2 separate regions of the Mus musculus genome follow, and region 1 is linked to region 2. A link is a contact called in public Hi-C data. All regions are on one chromosome and are shown on one strand. Each heading gives the region's core, a stretch centred on a gene start, on an enhancer-like site or on the middle of the called end of the contact. The rest is flanking DNA. Distances are from core to core; before and after follow the strand shown. Region 1 overlaps Rubcn (RUN domain and cysteine-rich domain containing, Beclin 1-interacting protein). Region 2 has its middle 12 kb from the start of Gm34766.

What was found. Hi-C and Micro-C count contacts between places; a contact is called where the count stands out from the background.
Region 1: a contact with region 2 is called in a Hi-C map of cerebral cortex, with 1.9 times the contacts expected there. The contact joins two enhancer-like sites. A contact is called at or near these places in 2 of 484 Hi-C or Micro-C datasets (the G1E-ER4 cell line and cerebral cortex), 5 of 115 datasets of contacts at active chromatin or transcription factors (the SCID.adh cell line, double positive thymocytes, embryonic stem cells and 2 more) and 1 of 9 other capture datasets (embryonic stem cells).

What each region holds. Positions count from the first base shown.
Region 1 is chr16:32,852,972-32,855,671 of GRCm38.p6, reverse strand. The region is part of intron 2 of Rubcn (RUN domain and cysteine-rich domain containing, Beclin 1-interacting protein); the gene reads left to right. Among named protein-coding and RNA genes, the nearest start is that of Rubcn, 14 kb to the left of the region's middle. RefSeq lists an enhancer at 1-2,700. Within about 2 kb of position 1,256, at least 64 of the 459 cell types and tissues checked have an H3K27ac peak or open chromatin away from gene starts, as enhancers often do. A contact at or near this core is called in cerebral cortex, where this site is marked.
Region 2 is chr16:32,709,240-32,711,939 of GRCm38.p6, reverse strand. No RefSeq gene overlaps it. Among named protein-coding and RNA genes, the nearest start is that of Gm34766, 12 kb to the right of the region's middle. Within about 2 kb of position 1,314, at least 12 of the 459 cell types and tissues checked have an H3K27ac peak or open chromatin away from gene starts, as enhancers often do. A contact at or near this core is called in cerebral cortex, where this site is marked.

The DNA.
Region 1 (2,700 bases), core at 7-2,506, 140 kb before region 2:
TCAGATCCCCAGGACTAGTTAACAGATGCTTGTAACTGGGTGCTAGAATTAAACCCATGTCCACTGGAAGAGAGCCAGTACTCTTAACAACTGAACCATCTCTCTGGCCACTAGGAACCATTTTTATCAGCCAAGTCATAGTCTCATCTGTATAAATAAGGGTAGTAGTTATAAAGAAGAGCTATAGAACAGTAAATAAGGCAGAGTATAAATTTGTCTTACATAGCTTGTGACATGTAACCAGTGAGGTGCTCGGCAGGTAAAGGCATGTGTCTCCACACCTAACAACCTGAGTCCATTTTCCTCAGACACACTTGACAGAAGAAGAGAACTAACTGCTAATTGTCTCTGACTGCCACATAGACACCATAGCATGTATGTGTGCACAAACGTACAAAATTAATTAATAAAAATTTAAAGTGATTAATAAATTGTTTCCCTGTTGCATATTGTCCTGTGATATATATAATTAAGAACATTGAAATTTTGAAGATAACTTGATTCAGTGAAATCTTATTATCTTCCTTACCACTGGAGATCTTGCAATGCTTTTTAAGAAAATGCCATCCCTTTAATCCCAACACTCGGGAGGCAGAGGCAGTATGATCTCTGTGAGTTCCTGGCCAGCCTGGTCTACAGAGTGAGTTCCAGGACAGCCAGAGCTGCACAGAGAGACTTATCTCAAAAAAACAAAGAAGAAAATGGCATCCATGTTATCTAATTGAAGACCCATTTCTCCCTTGGTTAATAAATGCAGTGCTGTTGACCACCGTCGCTTCTTGATTTGCATGGTATTATCTTATGATGCCACAGGAAGCATTGTCCTGAGTCTGCGACCATTCTTTCAGTTTCTGTACCTGAATTTCTTCTTGGATTAAACATTTTTTAAAAAATGATATTTATTTATTTATGTACATGTATGTGAAGATCAGTGGGCAACTTTCAGGACTCAGATCTGTCCTTCCACCATGTGGGTCCTAGGGATGGAACTCAGATCATTAGATGTAGCCAGTACCCTCACCTGCTGAGCCATGTCCCTTGCCCATTACAGGGTTCTAAAGATAGAGTCATTGTGTGTACTCTTGTGCCCCCCACCCCACCCCCATTTCCTTGAAGCAGTCTCTTGTCACCCATGCACCTTGACACTCAGCTCAGCCCTCGGCGCTGAGCTCCAGCTCTGAACCTGCTGTCTCCCTCACACTATCCTGTGCCTGGCTGCCCCACCCAACAAGCAGGGTGCAGCTAAATATATTATCTCTCAGGAGACTGCATCCCATCTTGGTGTTCTTTATGTTCATTTGTAGCACTGAACTACCCAGTGTTCCATTCACAAGTTTGGGATTCATGCCAGAATGTTTTGTTAAAAACAAAGTGCAAGTTTCCCAGGCTGGTGACCAAAATAGCTACCAGATTAGTGGTGCTGTCATTCAGTGGTTAAACTGCTTGTGCCTTGATAACAAAGGTTCTTTTCTTGGCCCTGTTACTAATTTTACATTGTCACATAGTAACATAACCAGATTACATGATGGTTTCACCATCTGTACCACAAAGGGAGAAATGTTGATGAGACTCTCAAATAAAACAAGCTTACAGATGCAGAATGGTGTTAGCTTATCTTTCTAGAATTTTTTCCAAGTGCTGGGACTAAAGGCGTGCGCCACCAACGCCCAGCTCTTTTTAGAATTCTTAAAAAAAAAAAAAAAAACTAGCACGAAAGCTATCCTATAGAAGCCCCCCCCCTTCAGAAGGAAGCAATTTAAGAATGTATGCGAGCACTTACAACACTAGCATCAGTAAGTGGGAGCAGACACACGTGCAGCATGGACAGGCGCTTAGTCCACAGAGGCTCCAAGAGGAAAGGGCCCGAAACAGAAGCTGCACGTCAGTTTTATTGTGGCCCTGTGCCTTGTTAAGGTCTAAGAGTTAAAGACAGCATCAGACTTGTTTTTCCCCTGTTGTTTCCTTCCAGAAAATTTAGTGCTTTCAAAGGTTTCAGCCTGCTGTGTCATCAGGAAGCTATTCTGGGTGCTGTGCCCTTGGAAAGAGGAAGGGACACATGATTCCCGTTGGTCATTTCTCCTCTTTGTTTTCAAAAGGATGTGCTATGGACGTGAGCTGTGGTTTGTTTTAATCACTTGGGGACCCCGGGAAGCTGTAATGGCATGACTGTAGTCTTAGCGGGATCTCGTCGTTGCCAGCTGCATCTGGGCCACCTTTACTGAGGCCAGGTGTATTGATAACATCTCTGTTCTGCTGCTTATGAATGTGGAGACAGTTCCTGAGATGGCTCAGCTAAGGTGAAAGGGCCCCTCCCCTACCACAAGAAGAAACTGCTTTAGCAGTGTAGATGGCCCAATTAAAATGATTTACTTTTTATGTGTATATTGTCTACATGTATGTATACCATGTGTGTGCCTGGTGCCCATGGAAGCCAGAAGAGGGCATTGGATGCCCTGGAACTGAAGTTACAGGTAGTTGTGGGCCACATGTGAATGCTGGTATCTGTCCTGTGCAAGAGCAGTCTGTACTCTTAACCTCAGAGCCATATCTCTCTAGCCTAAGGTAGCTTGATTTTGTTGAAGCCACCCCTCCACAAAAATACCCAATAGGGTTTCTCTGTATATAGCCCTGGTTGTCCTGGAACTCAGTCTGTAGACCAGGCTGGCCTCTGCTTTCCAAGTACTAGGATTAAAGTTGTGT
Region 2 (2,700 bases), core at 65-2,564:
TAAAAAATGAACCCCATTTTCTCAGGGCAGGCCTGAGGTTAAATACCTTTTGCAGGGAGGAGTGTCTGGGAAGGAGAGTTTATTGGCTACGCCTCCAGGTCTTTAGGTACCTCATTAAAATGGAGATCTGTCTTGTGGCTACGGGATCTGTGGTCAAGTCCTCTACCTGTAGACCGGCTTGAGGCGCTGCCCTTGCGTGATTGATGGCCACAGACCTATGGAGTGGAGAGCTACAGCCTCGTGTCAGGAGCCTGGTGTCTAGTATCATAGCAAAAAAACGCCTACCATCCCTTGCACGAGACCCTGCGGGGTCACCTACAGGGTCACTGGGGTTTTAAACCTAGCTCAACCAGAAAACAGTCTGACTTTCATGGTCCTACACTTAGATAATTTTTAAAAAGATACTAAACACATCCATATACACAATGATTCAGCTGTAAGGAAGCATGACATTTGTATGATAATGAATGGAGCTGTAAACTGTTAAGTAAGGTAACCTCAGGCTAAGACAGACAAAGGCCACGTCTTCTCTCTCATGGGTGGATTCTAGCTTCTAATTTTGAGATCTGTGTGTTTACGTTGGAGTAGAGGTCAGAGACCTAGAAAGGGGGTGACGAGGTGGTGGTGGCGTTCGTAAGGGGGTCAATACTTGAAGACGTGTCATGTGAAAATAAAGTAGAGAATACTAGGGACAGAAAAGTGGAGATGGGAGTGGGCATGGGGGAGAGGAAGGGGTCAGGAAAGGGTTAACCAAAATTACAGTGATTGACATGATTTCCTTCCTGTGGAGCGGGCCTCAAAGCCCATCTGGAAGCTATGTGACCTCATAACAGGTACCCCACTATTGCACCAGGAGGCTCACCTTCCAGGCAGGTTGGCATGTAGCACGCTGGCTCTGCTATCCCCTGCTGTCTCACATGGGCCCCTCCAGCACCGTGAAAGCTGGGAAAGAAGAACTTTCCAGCTTCCTTCCTTTCTTTCCTGCGACCAATTATCTCTTCTTGTTGGAAATCCTGTGGTGGGTGTAGCTAGCCTGTTGTGCAGATGCTAAAATCAAACAGGAAGGGTAGCCAGCGCTTCTTTTGCTCAAGCTGTGCCTCTGCCCAGAGACAGAATTAGAAACAGAAGTAAAGGCAGTGTCCACTCCCACCCGTCTGGCTCGGCGATGACATGGGAAGACAAACATGTCCTAATAACGGCAGTAAGCATTAGAAAGAACTAGTTAGTGTTTTAGGGTCTCAAGGCAGGGGTGCTTACTGAGCGGTGGGTAGTGTGAGCACAGGGACCTAGGCCGGACACAGCCAGGAGGAGCTAGCCAGGCAGCGGGTGGAGATGGGTGCTGTGAGCAAGTTAGCATGTACTAAGCTCTGGAGGTGCTAGACTTCTGTCTACATAAGGATCTGGAAAAAACACAAAGAGATCAAGGCAGAGGATGAAAAATGATCTATACAACCAAAGTCGTGTAGCAGCGGCAGAATCAAGACTTTATTCTAGCCTGGCAGTGGTAGCGCACACCTTTAATCCCAGCACTTGGGAGGCAGAGGCAGACAGATTTCTGAGTTCTAGGCCAGCCAGGTCTACAGAGTGAGTTCCAGGACAGCCAGGGCTACACAGAGACAGCCTGTCTCGAAAAACCAAAAGCAAAAAAAAAAAAGACTTTATTCTGCTTCTATCTAACTTCCAAGCCAGAGGACAGAGGGCCCTGTCTTTCCCTAAGAGGAATACGGAGAGCTGCAGAGGTGACTGACTCTGCAGTCAAGTGCTCGCCATTCAACCCCAGAACCCACCTTAGAAAAAGAAAGAAAAAGAAAGAAACCAGGCCTGGTAACCCCAGTGCTGAGGAGGCAGTAACTAGAGGAGCCCTGGGCTTGCTGGCCACTTGGCCTAGCCTAACTGGTGAGTCCCAGGCTAGTGAATGACCCTGTCTCAGAAACACAAAGTGAAGGGCTGGAGAGACAGCTCAACAGTTAAGAACACTGACTGTCCTTCCAGAGGACCTGGGTTTGAGTGCCACCACCTCCCACACACATGGCAGCTCACAACTAAATGTAGCTCCGGGATCAGAAGATCCAAAGCTACATACACATATGTACGTACCTTCAGAAACAAATACATAAAACAAAACGCTTTTTTAAAAAGTGGGCAGTTCCTGAAGAGGGACACTCAAGGTTTACCCCTGACCACCACACACACATTTTTGCACACACACACACGTGGACACACATACAAGGAGGAATACGGCTTACAAATCCTCTATCAGATAGGTATAAAGGATAGAGGAAGAGTGTTCTAGGTATGGAAACAGAGTAAGCAAAGTACAGGTGTGTGACAATGGTTATGATAAAAGATATGTGTAGGGAGGGATGCCTTTGGCAGGCCCATACTAAAATGTACCCCTAAGAAAGGCACAACTGGGAGAGGAAGAGGAGAGGGGGAGAGACCTGGGGTGACTGGGGGCCCTTTTATCCACAGCACACACCTGGCACTCCTGGCAGTGGCAGGCGATGACTTAAGTAACTAGGTCCCTGAGAACAGGCCAGTGGAATGGCCTGTATACTAACAACAATAAGATGTTGGCAAAGCAAATACGCCAAGCCCCACAGGGTTAGCGCCCCGTTCCAAGTCATTCCGTCACTGCTTTGCTTCAGCGCCTCCCTGAGTTCCACATAACCACTCTGAGGAAGAAGGAGTTCCTGGAGC